Linked DNA regions of Sus scrofa: region 1 is linked to region 2. Evidence: chromatin contacts called from public HiChIP or PLAC-seq data. All regions are on one chromosome and are shown on one strand. The core of a region is the stretch at or near the end of the contact, and the rest is flanking DNA. Distances in the headings are between cores, read along the strand shown.

Region 1 (7,424 bases), core at 3,786-6,285, 44 kb after region 2:
CCGGGAGGGCCCAAGAGTCATGGCTGGCCCTGTGGGGAGCACTGCATGGAGTCATGGCAGGTGGAAGAAATATCTGAGGGGAACCTGGAAATCTGAGGCCTGCTGGGAAGCAGGCAGAAAGGTAGGGCCCTTGAGACAGAGAAAGGCATCACAAAAGGCCAGAGCTGTACTGAAAGGGCAGGGGATATGGCCAAGAAAAGAACCCAAAGCAGGGGGAGAGCAGGGAATGGATGCTGGACGCACTGCTGGACAGCCTCCTGCAGAGGCTGTGTCTGCAGCTGGCTCTTAAGGACCACGGTGGGGTGGGGCACGGCACATGCACCTTGCAGGCGGGAACGGAAGCAAATCCAGTCTCCCTGGAGGCTCATTGGCAGTATGTATTAAAACGTCTTTAATAATAATAAAAGCATTTTTTAAATTTTATTTTTATTAGAATATAGTTGATTTACAGTGTTGTGTCAATTTCAACATAGTGACCCATGAGAGCTCCCTTTGTGGCTCAGCGGTAAAGAATCTGACTAGTGTCCATGGGGATGCAGGTTTGATCCCTGGCCTTGCTCACTGGGTTAAGGACCTGGCATTGCTGTGAGCTGCGATGTAGGTTACAGACGCTCCTCAGATCTGGCATTGCTGTGGCTGTGGTGTAGGCCAGCAGCTATAGCTCCAATTCAACCCCTAGCCAAGGAACTCCCATATGATGCAGATGTGGCTCTAAAAAAAAATGAAAAAACAAACAAACAAAAAAGTCAATGTAGTGACCCAGTCATACATATATATACATTCATTTTCTCATATTATCCTCCATCATGGTCTGTCCTAATAGAATGGATATAGTTCCCTGCGTTGTACAGTAGGCCTCATTGCCGATCCATTCTAAATGTAATAGTTTTCACCTACTAACCCCAAACTCCCCATTCATCCCACGCCCTCCCCCCGCCCCCTCAGCAACCACAAGTCTATTCTCTATGTCCATGAGTCTGTTTCTCTTAATAAAGGCATTTTATCCCAGAAAACCCACTGTGGTTGTTTCTCCACTGCCTAGAAAAGATCCTGACACACAGAAGGGACTCTATAAAAAGCTATTGAACGAACAGCTAGATGGTTGACATGTGCATAAAGAGAGATGTAAGCAAGGAATTTCAATACAGTAGCACATTAGAAACAACCTAAATGCCCACCAATAGGGGACTAGATAAATAAATATGGCATAGCCTTATAAGAGAATACTTTAGATATTTAAAATGATAGCGTAGATGTAAACCTATGGATTTGGAAGAATATTCTCAACGTTTTGTTGGGGAAGAAAGCAGGATAAAAAGAATGCCATTCTATATAGAGTAAAACATTTTAATATATGCGCAGAGAAAATTAATAATGCATGAAGATGATAACAATGGGAGATAAGATTTCAGATCATTTTAACACTTTCTCTTTTAGTTTATTTCTATCTTCTAAATTTGTCTAACATGACCATGTGTTACTCATAAAAAATAATAGGAGAAGGAGTTCCCGTTGTGACTCAGTGGAAACGAATCTGACTAGTATCCATGAGGATGCAGGTTTGATCCCTGGCCTTGCTCAGTGGGTTAAGGACCCGGCATTGCTGTGAGCTGAGATGTAGGTCACAGATGCAGCTTGGATCCCACGATTGCTGTGACCGTGATATAGCCTGCCAGCTGTCGCTTTGATTTGACCCCTAGCCTGGTAACTTCCATAGGCCGCCAGTACGTCCCTAAAAAGAAAAAAAAAAAAAAAGTGAAGTGAGGAATACTCTTGTTGTGGAGCAGATTAAGGATCCAGCGTTGTCACTGCAGTAGCTTGGGTGGCACAGGTTCTATCCCTGGCTCTGGAACTTCCACATGCCGTGGGCACAGCCCCAAAAACAGTGTCAAGCAAAGTCCTGCCCTTCAGGAGTTGATAGTGACCACCAGCTGTCTTTTGCTCCCTCTGACCAGGGAGAGACCAAGACAAAGCAGGGGAGGGCTATGGATGGGGGGAACCTGGAGAGACAGGGATGCAGCTAGAACCAGGGAGAAGCAGAACAAAGGCCAGCAATGATGGATAAGAGCCAACAACATCAGTGAGAATTGAGCTTAGCAGAAAAAAAATTTTAACTCTAAGTGTGTACTAAGTCCTCTGCTAGATTCTGTGCTGGGGATACAGGTGTAAGGATAATCAAAATAGCAAGGCCCCTATTTTCATGGATTTACAGTTCAGCGGCGGAGGGGGGATTGACTGATCCAGTAAGAAGTAAATAAACATAGCAAGAAAAATACCTGACAGTAATAAGCACTGTTCTTATTTTTGGCCATGCCTGTGGCCTGTGGTAGTTCCCCAGGCAGGGACTGAACCCACACCACAGCAGTGACCTGAGCCACTACAGTGACATCAGCTCCTTAACCCACTGCACCACAAGGAGACTCCAGCACTATTCATTTTTGAGCTTCATCCAAATATCCCCATTGTCTTACTTCAAACAGTGAATGTCATGAGGAAACCACCATAATATAATGAACAGGAGTTCCCGTCGTGACACAGCGGTTAATGAACCCAACTAGGAACCAGGAAGTTGCAGGTTCGATCCCTGGCCTTGCTCAGTGGGTTAAGGATCTGGCTTTGCCATGAGCTGTGGTGTAGGTTGCAGATGCAGCTCAGATCCCACGTTGCTGTGGCTCTGGCGTAGGCTGGCGGCTACAGCTCCGATTCGACCCCTAGCCTGGGAACCTCCATATGCCGCGTGTGCGGCCCTGAAAAAAAGATCTGACAGTGGAATGTAAGGAAAAAATGTGCTGTGCAAGCCACCCCCAGGTTCAGCCCATAAAACTTCCTATGTTATGGGCCCAGGGCAGCCCTCAAAATGATTTGTTGAAACTGGCAAAAATTTACGTACCTAGTTCCCTGAACGACTATGTGGAGTGAAGGCCTTGCTGCCAATAAGGAGCATGAGCAAGAAATCAACCTTTAGAGTGTTAACTGATGTGGTTTTAGGGTTTATCTTTCACAGCAGGTAGCATTGCTTTAACCCACCAAAGCTCAATGTTGAAGATTTAGCCATTCCTTAGAAGGAAAACCTGAATAGGTTCCATTTTTTTTTTTTTTTTTTTTGTCTTTTCACTATTTCTTGGGCTGCTCCTGCGGCATATGGAGGTTCCCAGGCTAGGGGTCGAATCGGAGCTGTAGCCACTGGCCTATGCCAGAGCCACAGCAACGCGGGATCCAAGCCGCGTCTACAACCTACACCACAGCTCACGGCAACGCCAGATCCTCAACCCACTGAGCAAGGACAGGGACCGAACCCGCAACCTCATGGTTCCTAGTTGGATTCGTTAACCACTGCGCCACAACGGGAACTCCCCCTTTTTTTTTTTTTTTTTTTTAGGTTCCATTTAAATCATGACGGCTTTTGGAAAACAAAATCAGGAACCGCACAACTGTTGGGGGAGACATGTACATTGCAATATTGTATTCCATCCACTTGTGACTTTTTTCATATTTTTACATCTGGGGTAAGGTCGTGTGTTGTAATCGATGGCGTCTCAAATTGCTGGAGGTCAGGAGACAGTCGTGCTGTCGTTGCTCCTGATCACATGTGCATGATCTTGGTCACAGCTCTCCCTCTTGTCTTCTTTCCCATGAGTTTTGTACACGCTTAGCACCCCAGGTGTCGGTGTGATCACCACTGACAATGTCGGCAAAAAAAAAAAAAAAAAAGATTCCATGCTGATTTGGCCCTGAAATGAGAAGTTATTGTGGATTAAAAAGGCAAGGAAACAGAGCAGCTTGATACATGATAAAAATCTCTGTCTACCTGAGACTTAAAAGAGCTCCTTCAATAGGCGTAACATGGAAATTCTAAGTGATAGAAAAGCTGTGCGTCATGGTTCTCTGTTTCTTAGAAATACATCAGTAACAGTGTGGGCTGTAATTGATGGGAGCCTTAGATTTGGTGAAATTGTCAATACATCACAACTTCAGTAATTTCAACCAACGAAGGAATCCAGGGTAAATAATGGTGATAATAGGAGTTCCCGCGGTGGCTCGGCAGTAACAAGCCCAAACTAGTATCCTTGAGGACTCAGGTTCGATTCCTGGCCTCACTCAGTTGGTTAAGGATCCGGCATTGCTGTGAGCTGCAGTGTAGGTCGCAGACACGGCTAGGATCCTGAGTGGCTGTGGCGGTGGTGTGAGCTGGCCGATTGGACCCCTAGCCTGGGCACTTCCATAAGCCATGGGTACAGCCCTAAAAAATTAATAGTAACAGTAATAAAAATATAACAACTTGCACTCGCCGAGAGCCAACCATGTGCCAGGCAGCCCGATGCTTTACTCACATTATCTCATTTAATCATCCTGACAACACTGAGGTGGGTGCTCTTATACATGATTGCAAATAGTCCTAAGTGCCAGATAGGAAGGGAACAGGGAGCTCTGAGGAGGAACATAAGTCAGATGAGGGCGGGAGGTGAGGGGGCGGGGGCAGACCTCCCTGAGGAGGCAAAGAGACCTGAAAGCTAATAGTAGGCAGCAATTATTGAGCATTTACCATGTACCAGGTACAATTCAACGTTTATTGTGCGAGTTCCCATCATGGCCCAGCGGAAACAAATCTGACTAGTATCCATGAGACACAGGTTCAATCCCTGGCCTCGCTCAGTGGGTTATGAATCCATCTGGCATTGCTGTGAGCTGTGGCGTAGGTCGAAGATGTGGCTCGGATCTGGCATTGCTGTGGCTGTGGTGGAAGCCAGGGGCTACAGCTCTAATTCAACCCCTAGCCTGGGAACTTCCATATGCCACAGGTTCGGCCCTAAAAAGACAAGAGACCAAAAAAAAGTTTGTTAACACACTCAATTCTCACATAAAGCCTAAGAACATTATTATCAGGTCCACTTTACAGATGAGGAAATCAAGACAGGGATAGAAAAGTTAGGTGACTTGCTCATAATAACTCAGCTAATGAGCGATACACCCAGGGAGTGAACCAAGACAGCATGGCTGCAAAGCCCGCAAATCTCACCACTTCCCCATCCCCTCCGCTGCTTGCAAGAAGTGAGTCATCTCCATTTGCCAATAAGTGCAGCCGTAAGGGAGCTTGTTACAAGCACAAGTGCTGGAGCCAGACTTCCTGAGTTCAAAGCCAGGCTCTGCAACTGACCGGCAAGGGATGTGACCTTCCTAAGCCTCAGTTGCTTCATTCGTTGTGAAGGTTAAGTGAGTTAAGACATGCACAGCGCTTAGATCAGAACCAGAATATAGTCAACCCTCAAAACACATTACGTAATATTACCCTCATGCAAGGCTCACAGTAACTCAAAGGAGACTGAGATTCAGAGAGGTTTAGCTATTTGTCAAAACTCACCCATTCCGAAAAAGGAATCAGGGAGTTCCCACTGTGGCACAGTGGGGTTAAGAATCCAACAGCAGTGGCTCGGGTTGATCCTCAGCCTGGCACAGTGGGTTAAAGAATTCAGCATTGCTGCAGCTGTGGTTCAGATTCAATACTTGGCCTGGGAACTTCCATACACCAGGGGTGCAGCCATTAAAAAAAGAAGAAGAAGAAGGTGTTCCCGTGGTGGTGCAGTGGTTAACCAATGTAACTAGGAACCATGAGGGTGCAGGTTCGATCCCTGGCCTTGCTCAGTGGGTTAAGGATCCAGCGTTGCCATGAGCTGTGGTGTAGGTCGCAGATGCGGCTCGGATCCCAAGTTGCTCTGGCTCTGGCGTAGGCCGGCGGCTACAGTTCCAATTCAACCCCTAGCCTGGGAATCTTCATATGCTGCAGGAGTGGCCCTAGAAAAAGCAAAAAGACAAAAAAACAAAAAACAAAAAACAAAAAAAAAGAAGAAAGAAAAAAAAAGGAATCAGAATTCAACCCTAAGTATCTTCACTTGAAGCCCTTGCTTTACACCTAAAGGAGATTCCTATTAAAGATTTGTCGGTGGTTTAGATCTTCATTTCAGGAAAGGAGATTCTAACTCTCAATATGACACCTCATTTTAACATCCCAAATCCCACTCAATAGTAAGGCTCTCTCATTGCCAAACTGGATTTCATCTGTTTCATGTTAAGATCATTTCTTCTTTGAGAAGGAGAGAAATTGGAGGGTCTGACCAGTCAGTTTCCTTCTGTCATCTTTCATACACTGTGCTTCACATTCCCTCACCAAGGCAGAGAAGGCAGGGAGCATTTTAGACTCTGGCACAACGTGGGTGCCCAACAGAAAAATGTGTTGCATGGAGAGCAGATTGGTGGTGTCCGAAGTGGGAGGTGGTGTCAGAAACTTCCACCTTTCAAATAAGTAAGTCACAGAATGTAATGAGCAGCACGTTAATAATGCTATTGTAGGAGTTCCCATTGTGGCTTAGCAGGTTAAGAACCTGACCTAGTAGCCATAAGGATGCAGGTTCAATCCCTAATCTTACTCAGTGGGTTTAAGATTCGGCATTGCCACAAGCTGCAGCGTAGGTCACAATGTGGCTCGGATCTTGTGTTGCTATGGCTGTGATGTAGGCCAGCAGCTGCAGCTGCAATTTAACCCCTAGCCCAGGAACTTCCATATGACCCAGGTGTGGCGATAAATAGAAAAATAGGGCGCTCTAGAGGTTAAGAATGCAGCATTGTCACTGCTGTGGCTCCAGTCACTGCTGTGACATGGGTTCAATTCCTGGCCCAAGGAGCTTCCACATGCTGCTGGCGAGGCCAAAGACATAACTTTTTTTAAAAAGAAAAAAATGGGAGTTCCCATCGTGGCGCAGTGGTTAGTGAATCCAACTAGGAACCATGAGGTTGAGGTTCGATCCCTGCCCTTGCTCAGTGGGTTAACGATCCAGCGTTGCCGTGAGCTGTGGTGTAGGTTGCAGACGCGGCTCGGATCCCGAGTTGCTGTGGTTCTGGTGTAGGCCAGTAGCTACAGCTCCAATTCGACCCCTAGCCTGGGAACCTCCATATGCCGCGGGAGCGGCCCAAGAAATAGTGAAAAGACAAAAAAAAAAGAAAAAGAAAAAAATACTACTACTATTGTATGTTTGAAAGTTGCTCAGAGAAGAGTCTTGAAAGGTCTCATCACAGGAGAAAAGAAAGATTTGTAACTAGCGTGATGATGGGTGTTTACTAGACTTAGTGTGGTGATCATTTCACAGTATGTACAAATATCAAATCATTATATTGTACATCTGGAACTAATGTTATGTGTCAATTATATCCCAATTAATAATCCTAATACCAATGGAAGGCAAAAGGAGTGTGTTTTGTGAAAGAACAAAGTGAGAGAACAGATACATGGTCTCGTACGTCCCCCTGGATCAGACAGACCCCATTCACCCCCACCCCCGCCCACCCTGCCAGCTTTTCTTTGACTGCCTTTTCTTAACCCCAGTGTTTCTCAACAAGGATGTTGTGAGGGCATTCTGAGGACACTGCGGAAT
Region 2 (7,210 bases), core at 675-3,174:
GAAAGGGAAACATGATCGGCCACGAGATTCTCGGTGCCCAGAACAGGAAAACAAACCAGTTGTTCCAGAGAAGCACATCTTTCCCTGCCTGATTCAGAGCCTCAGAAAAGTTTCTCCACTGGACCTTTAGAAAAGGTCACAACAACATGCTAACAGATCCCCACCACAGACCCTGATGCCTCTGCCAGGAGTTCCTTACTTCACCAGCATCTCCTGCAATGCAAAGGCATATTGCAAAAAGGATAATTCAGCCAACGCCGGCAAGTCACTTTACGCCCTAGAGCCTCAGTTACCTCATCTGTGAAATGGTCCATCTGTCTGACCAGGCTGTGCGAGGGTTAAACAGGATAACAGGTGATCAGGCATGCACCTGATACACAGTACATCCTCCATAAAGATCAGTTCGTCGCTTTTACAAGAAGGTAAGTTCCTCCAGGGTAGAGCTCTTGGTCTGAATTGGTCATCGATTTATCCCAAGCACCTAGAATAGCCACTGACATATAGTAATTACTCTATAAATATTTGTGGAGTTCATGAATTTTCTGCAGCAGGTTCCTAGAAACACTGGTCTCGTGAGATACTCTAAAGAGAAAGATAGGAGTTCCCACTGTGGCGAAACAGGATCTGCCTCTCTGCAGCACCAGGACACAGGTTTGATCCCAGGCCCGGTGCGGTGGGTTAAGGATCCAGCATTGCCACAGCTGCAGCATAGGTCACAGCTGCGGCTTGAATCTGATTCCTGGTCTGGGAGCTCCATATGCCACAGGGCAGCCAAAAAATAAAAATAAAATAATAAATAAATAAATAAATAAATAGAGAGATGCAGCAGAAATGAATCTGACTAGTAATCATGAGGTTGTGGGTTCAATCTCTGGCCTTGCTCGGTGGGTTAAGGAGCTGACGCTGCCGTGAGACGCAGCTCGGCTCCTGCATTGCTATGGCTGTGGTGTAGGCCGGCAGCTGTAGCTCTGACTCCCCTAGCCTGGGAACCTCCATATGCCACGGGTTGCAGCCCTTAAAAAAAAAAAAGAAAAAAGAAATAAATACAGAAATAAACAGACATGAGGTAAAACAAAAATCTTGGGAAAAAAGTTGAATATCCGTCTCCCTCTGAAAGAGTCCTAAGCACGTGGAAGGTTCCTTGAAGTCTTACAAGAAAGATACGTTTGATTTTGCTTGGCCCAGAATTCTCCAAACTTGCTTGCCCCCACAGAATGGAAACTAGACCACAAGTGTTCTTGAGAACTTAAGGACTCCGACTGATCCTAAGAAGGAACGGGGCCACCCAGAAGATAAAGATATGGTCCCATAACAGCCAAGGAACAGAGAGCATGCTCAGTTTCCAAGCCGACCCCCTCCACCACCACCACCTCCTAGCTTGGGAACACAAGGCATTTTTTAAAAAATCAAACAGATCCTTTGGACCTAACCAGCTCCCTTGGTCTGGACATACAGACACTCTGGCTGCCCCAGAACATTCTAGAACCCACTCTTTCAGCAAGACCAATTCCCAGACTCCTGGCTCAGGGTGACCTGCATGCAGAGAAATATCCAAGTCAAAGCAAAGATCCCCAAAGTCGGGCGTGAGACAAGGGTCCTCAGAACCCCCAGGGAGGGCAGCACTTTTTGGGAAGAGGCTCCGGGAAGAGGACCTGGGTGTGTGTCTGTCCAGGAGCCCCTGGCTGGCAGCCCACACGGGGCATCACGAGTTTCTGTTGTGCTCACTAAGCCGAGAGGCCGCCTGGCAACAGGTTCCCCTGGCTGACACTCTGGCTGCTGCCTTGGAAGGTGCCACCCCCCAGCTCCCAGAGGGCCAGGCGGGCAGGAGGCCAGGCATCTCAGTGACGAGCACCCCCTCCCCCATGCGAACCAGGGCTCTCCTGGGCACCCACAGGGCTCGCTGGGCAGGAAATGATTAACGAGTGTTTACCAAGCACTTCCGGGCAGCAGAGGGCTGCTCCCAGCCTCGGCTCCACCCCGCAGGTTCTGGTGCACATTCACTCATTCCTGAAACGACTGTTAATTATTTACCGAGTACTGAGGACCGAGTACCCGCCCAGGCTTCTAGCTGAACCCTGGCCTTGACCTCAGGCCCCTCTGTGCCCCTAGGCTGCTGTGGCCTGTGTCCACACCTCATGTGGACCTACCCAGCTGCCAGAGTCCCGGTCCTCCTAGTTCTAGGCACCTCGTACGTGTGTTTGAAAGAAATTCAAGCGGCCTATAGGTGAACATGAGCCCAAGTGTCATTTTAACATTACTGGTCATCTGACTTCTGCCCCGCAGAGCTGGACATCTTGAATGCAACCCTGAGCTGCATTCTCAGCAGCCCTGTGTGCAGGCCCTGGGCTAAGTGCCAGGGACAGGAAGGGGGCTGAGACCCGTGAGCCATCCTCTCTCAGGGCCCAGCCCCCTTTCTCTCCATTCCCTCCTCCCCCGTCCAACCGTGTCCAGAGCAGGCGCGCCTTCTTTCCCGCACTAGAACGTGAGGCCCTTGACTACTGAGACGTGACCCTCCATTCCTACTCCCCTGAGACTCAGTACAGGGCGTGGCACAGAGCAGGCTCAGGGGACCATGCTGAATGGAGAGGCATGGCACTCAACACTGTGGGTGGTAGGCCTTCCAACAAAGCCTCCTGGTTGCCAACCTTGAAACCACCACCTTGGGGCTGCGGTCCATTCAATTAGCACCACTCAGAGGGTGTGGATCGAAACCAGCTGATGTGCAAGGTTGGTACCAGCAAAGCATTCCCTGTGACGTGGCACCCTGGGGTGACCCCATCTATTTAAGGGAGGCAAAATACAAGAGTAATTTCAGCAGGTGGACAGGACTGGTGGCAAGAAAAAGGGCACAGCACACTGGAGGACACGGCAAGAAACACGGCAACATGAGCCCACACGCTGCACAGGTCCAGCATCCAGAAGGCACCAGCGGCTCTGACGGGCTTGAAGCAGCAGTAATACGGTCTGGCCTGACAACAACCACAGTGCAACAACCCGAGGAGGAGGTCCAAGGTCAGAGGCAAGCCCTGCCTGCCTCTGAAGGCCCAGATATCTCCCTGAATTCTTACAGCCCAGAGGCAAGATACTTCTCCCAAACTCCAGATGACCTGCCCAAGCTTGGAAGGTCCAGGCACTTGCCCAAGGGCACTCAGCAATTAAGGGGCAGAGCCGGGCCTTGGCCTAGAGCTGCCGCATCAGGCTTTTTTTAAAGACCGCACTATAGTACTCCCGTATCCTTGCAAAACATGTTTTTGAGTTTGAAGTCTGACTGATTGTGTTACCCAACTGGGTTTCCACTTTACTCTGTAGCCCACAACTGTAAAGGTCTTATGTTATGAACCTCTTCCCCTTCCCGTATCATGAAGTGTTCTTTCAAAGCACTTGTGATGACTGCGTCATAATCCATGGTTTCCACAATCCCCCGCCGCTTAACATTTTGGTTGTTTCCAACCTATGGCTTCTTGTTTTTAACAGGGCAGCCCACACAAAGTTCATCTCACTGTGTTCTCACAGGGGAAACTCTGCACCCCAGATACCACCCATTGTGAGACTTATCTCCAAGGAGGATGAGTAAGACAATGACTTTCAACGTCATTATCAACAAGTTTTATTCTAAACAGAACACGACTCTTTTCCTTCCCCCACTCACCTCCCAAACTCAGCCTCCCAGTTTGGGTTACTGGGTTGGTTCCTCTATTAGACAGAAATGCAATAAATGGGGGTAGCAGGTGGGGACCATCTGGCAGCCAACACCTCCAAGATCCAAGCGTGCTCTCCCTCCCCTTGGGTGGCTGAAAACTGCAGAGACGCTAGACACTGGCACACACCTTCAACTCTTCCCTAAAGGAACGGGTTTCCCCCCAGCAGATGCCCAAGCACACATCAGAGTTCAACCCCAGAAATCCAATTCTCCACCCCGTGGAGAAACAGGTCAAAGACAGATACATTCCCTGAGCGCCCTACGGGCTCACTATTGAAACTTTAGTGTCCAGGAGAACAGGGTGGTGGAGTCAGAAAGTTAGGCTCACTCTGTTACTAGCTGTGTGGTCCTAGGCAAGTGGCTTCCCTTTTCTGGGCCTTAGTTTCAAGGTCTACAAAGTGAAAGGTTTATTTTTGTTTTGTTTTGTTTTGTTTATAGCTGTACCCATGGCATAAGGACATTCCCGAGCCAGGGACTGAATCAGAGCCACAGCTGAGACCTATACCGCAGCTGTGGCAATGCCGGATCCTTTAACCCACTGGGCTGGACCAGGGATCGAACCCGCACTTCCACGGCAACCTAAGCCACTGCAGTCAGATTCTTAATCCACTGCGCCATAGCGGGAACTCCTGGAAGGTTTGGATTAGGTGATCCCGAAGGTCCCTCCCTGCTCTGAAGGAGGCCCTTGGGCCTCACCAATTACATAAATGAAGAGTGCCCCTCCACGAGGCAAGCTGATAAATGCAGCCCCTGACCAACAGCTGCTGCCTGGAGGCAAGGGAGCAGAAACACACAGAGGAAAGATGGCACATCCAAGTCCCCTAGGTCCCCAGAGGTCAGGATCAAACAGAATGTGTCAGATCACTCTCTTATAGGGACTAGGGGCAGGAGGCCGACTTAGTCTAAGAAAAAATCATCTAACTTGCATCCCATAAGCCTAGCTTCTCATATTAAGACTAACGTGCTTGTCAAACTTTAAAAACAACAAAAAAGTGTGACTGATTCATAACAACCCAGCAAAATACTGGAGTCAGAACAAGAGCAAGTCATTGTGATGCCAACTCCAAAGGGGAGGTTTCTGTCTTTATGTTCTAACTGGCAACGACAAGCTTTTCACAAAACCCAGGCAAGCTGCAAGGCACTGATAAAGGTGACAGCCAGCTCTGCCACTTGAACAGAGACAGGCCCAGATGGGAGAGGCCATCCGAGTGATCTCTTGGACCCAGGAAAGCCTCACTGCTTAGAAGGGGATGCCTAGGCCGAATGAGGGAGGTACTCGGGGCCGCTGCTGAGATGGAGGTGGGTCAGCGCCAGACTCTTCCCAGAAACAAAGGCTCAAATTCAAATACAAGGAAAAATCGACAGTCACAGCATCATGACCAGCTCATTAACCTCTGGGCAGGAGCTTTCCCACAGTTCAGAACCAGCCCCCTCCAGGGGCAAGGATGTATGTCTTCCCAGACCAGCTGGGGACCTCCTCCCAAACCTGCCTGCACCTGCCCCCCATACCTGTTCCAGCAGGTTCTGGTCCCCCACTTCATTTCTCCTCTTTTCCTCCCTTCGGCCCCTCTCTCCCTACCCCCCAGCCCCTCCTTGTTCAGCCTTAAGGGAGGCAGGGGGCTTTAAGAGCCCCAGGTTCCAGGTAAGGAGGGTCATGTTCAAAGGAGTCAAGATCAGCCCAAGGTCACAAAGTCAAGCCAAGAATCCCACTCCCACTCACAACCTCCACTCTGTTTCTTCTACCGTCGCCAACACACACTACGTCCTGCCGAGGCTGCCTGCGTCATCACCCCTCACCCCACACCCGCACACACCAGTGTGTCAACACACGCATGCTATCCAGCCCCCTGCCACTCTACAGCACCACTCAGCCTTTGGGCCCTCTCAGCAAGAAGGCTGCAAGTGTCTCCCAGGAGCAGGTGGCATGCTGGCCCGCTAGGAGCAGGACAGCTTCAATCTACCATTTTCTAGCTGTGCAGCTTACTTCATGTCATTGAACCCGAACATCCTCATCTGTAAATAGGGAGTAATAACAGACCCTGCCCCTCAGGGTCATTTAAAAGAAATGAAGCACATTATGCTTGCCCTGGACTGGAAAGTCCTCCTCAAGGCCCACCCAGCTCAAAGGCTGCGCACGCCACTCCCCAGTCCAAAATCCTCCCACGATGAAAACCTACGTCCACATAAACACCTGCTCACAAGTGTTCACAGAAGTGTTACTCATAATAGCCAGAAAAAGGAATTAACCTCAATGCTCATCAACTCATGAAAGGAGAAATAACACATGGGCCTTACCGTGGAATATTACTCAGCCAGGAAAAGGAACTAACACACTCCAATAAGGATGGCCCTTGAAAACGCAGTACTAGGTAAAATAAGCCAGATAACAAGAGGGCAATTATCACAGGATCCCTCTTACATGAAACACAGAGAATAGGCTAACTCTTAGAAACAGAAAGCAAACTGGGCAGTTCCCGTCATGGCTCAGCAGTAATGAACCCAGCTAGTATCCAAGAGGACTCGGGTTCAATCCCTGGCCTCACTCAGTGGGCTAAGAAGCTGGCACTGCCGTGAGCTGTGCTGTAGGTCACAGACGCGGCTCAGATCCTGGGTTGCTGTGGCGTAGGCCAGCAGCTGCAGCTCTGATTCTAGCCTGGGAACTTCCATATGCCGCAGATGCAATCCTAAAACACACGCATACAAAAAGAAAGAACAAACGAAAGAAAGAAGAGAAAGCCAACTGGTGGTCACTGGAAACTTGGGGGAGGCAAGGAATCCAGAATGGCTGCTAATGGGTATAGGATTTCTTTGAGAAAATGAAAATATCCTGGAACTAGATAATGGTGATGATTGCCTCTCAATATACTAAAAAACAACTGAGTTGGACACTTTGAAAGAATGAATCTCGGGATTTCCCACAGTGGCGCAGCAGAAACAAATCCGACTAGTAACCATGAGGTTGCTGGTTCAATCCCTGGCCTCGCTCAGTGGATTAAGGATCCAGTGTTGCCATGGTGTAGGTCACAGATGTGGCTCAGATCTGGCATTGCTGTGGCTGTGGTGTAGGCCAGCGGCTATAGCTCTGATTCAACCCCTAGCCTGGGAAATTCCATATGCCATGAGTGCAGCCTTAAAAAGCAAAAAAAAAAAAAAAAAAAAAAAGAAAAGAAACAAAACAATGAATCTTGTGTGACAATTATAGCTCAATAAAACTGTTTTTTGGTTTTTTTTCTTCTGCTTTTTAGGGCTGCACCCATGGCATATGGAAGTTCCCAGGCTAGGGGTCGAATCAGAGCCTACACAACATCCACAGCAATGCCAGATCCAAGCCCGAGTCTGCAACCTACACCACAGCTCACGGCAACGTCGGATCCTTAACCCACCGAGAGAGGCCAGGGATCAAACCCGAATCCTCATGGATACTAGCTGGATCCGTTTCCACTGCACTACAATGTGAACTCTCAAAGCCGTTATTTTTTTAATTACCATAAAAAAATAACAACACATATG

Evidence for each region. HiChIP or PLAC-seq counts read pairs in DNA pulled down with a chosen protein or histone mark.
Region 1: an H3K27ac HiChIP or PLAC-seq map of alveolar macrophages shows a contact between it and region 2. The contact joins two enhancer-like sites. A contact is called at or near these places in 1 of 5 promoter capture datasets (liver), 1 of 47 Hi-C or Micro-C datasets (liver) and 1 of 2 datasets of contacts at active chromatin or transcription factors (alveolar macrophages).

Annotation. Positions count from the first base shown.
Region 1 is chr2:14,736,521-14,743,944 of Sscrofa11.1, forward strand. No RefSeq gene overlaps it. Among named protein-coding and RNA genes, the nearest start is that of PTPRJ, 15 kb to the left of the region's middle. Within about 2 kb of position 5,036, at least 6 of the 83 cell types and tissues checked have an H3K27ac peak or open chromatin away from gene starts, as enhancers often do. A contact at or near this core is called in alveolar macrophages, where this site is marked.
Region 2 is chr2:14,696,032-14,703,241 of Sscrofa11.1, forward strand. All of the region lies in intron 1 of PTPRJ (receptor-type tyrosine-protein phosphatase eta), which reads right to left. Among named protein-coding and RNA genes, the nearest start is that of TRNAE-UUC, 23 kb to the left of the region's middle. Within about 2 kb of position 1,925, at least 46 of the 83 cell types and tissues checked have an H3K27ac peak or open chromatin away from gene starts, as enhancers often do. A contact at or near this core is called in alveolar macrophages, where this site is marked.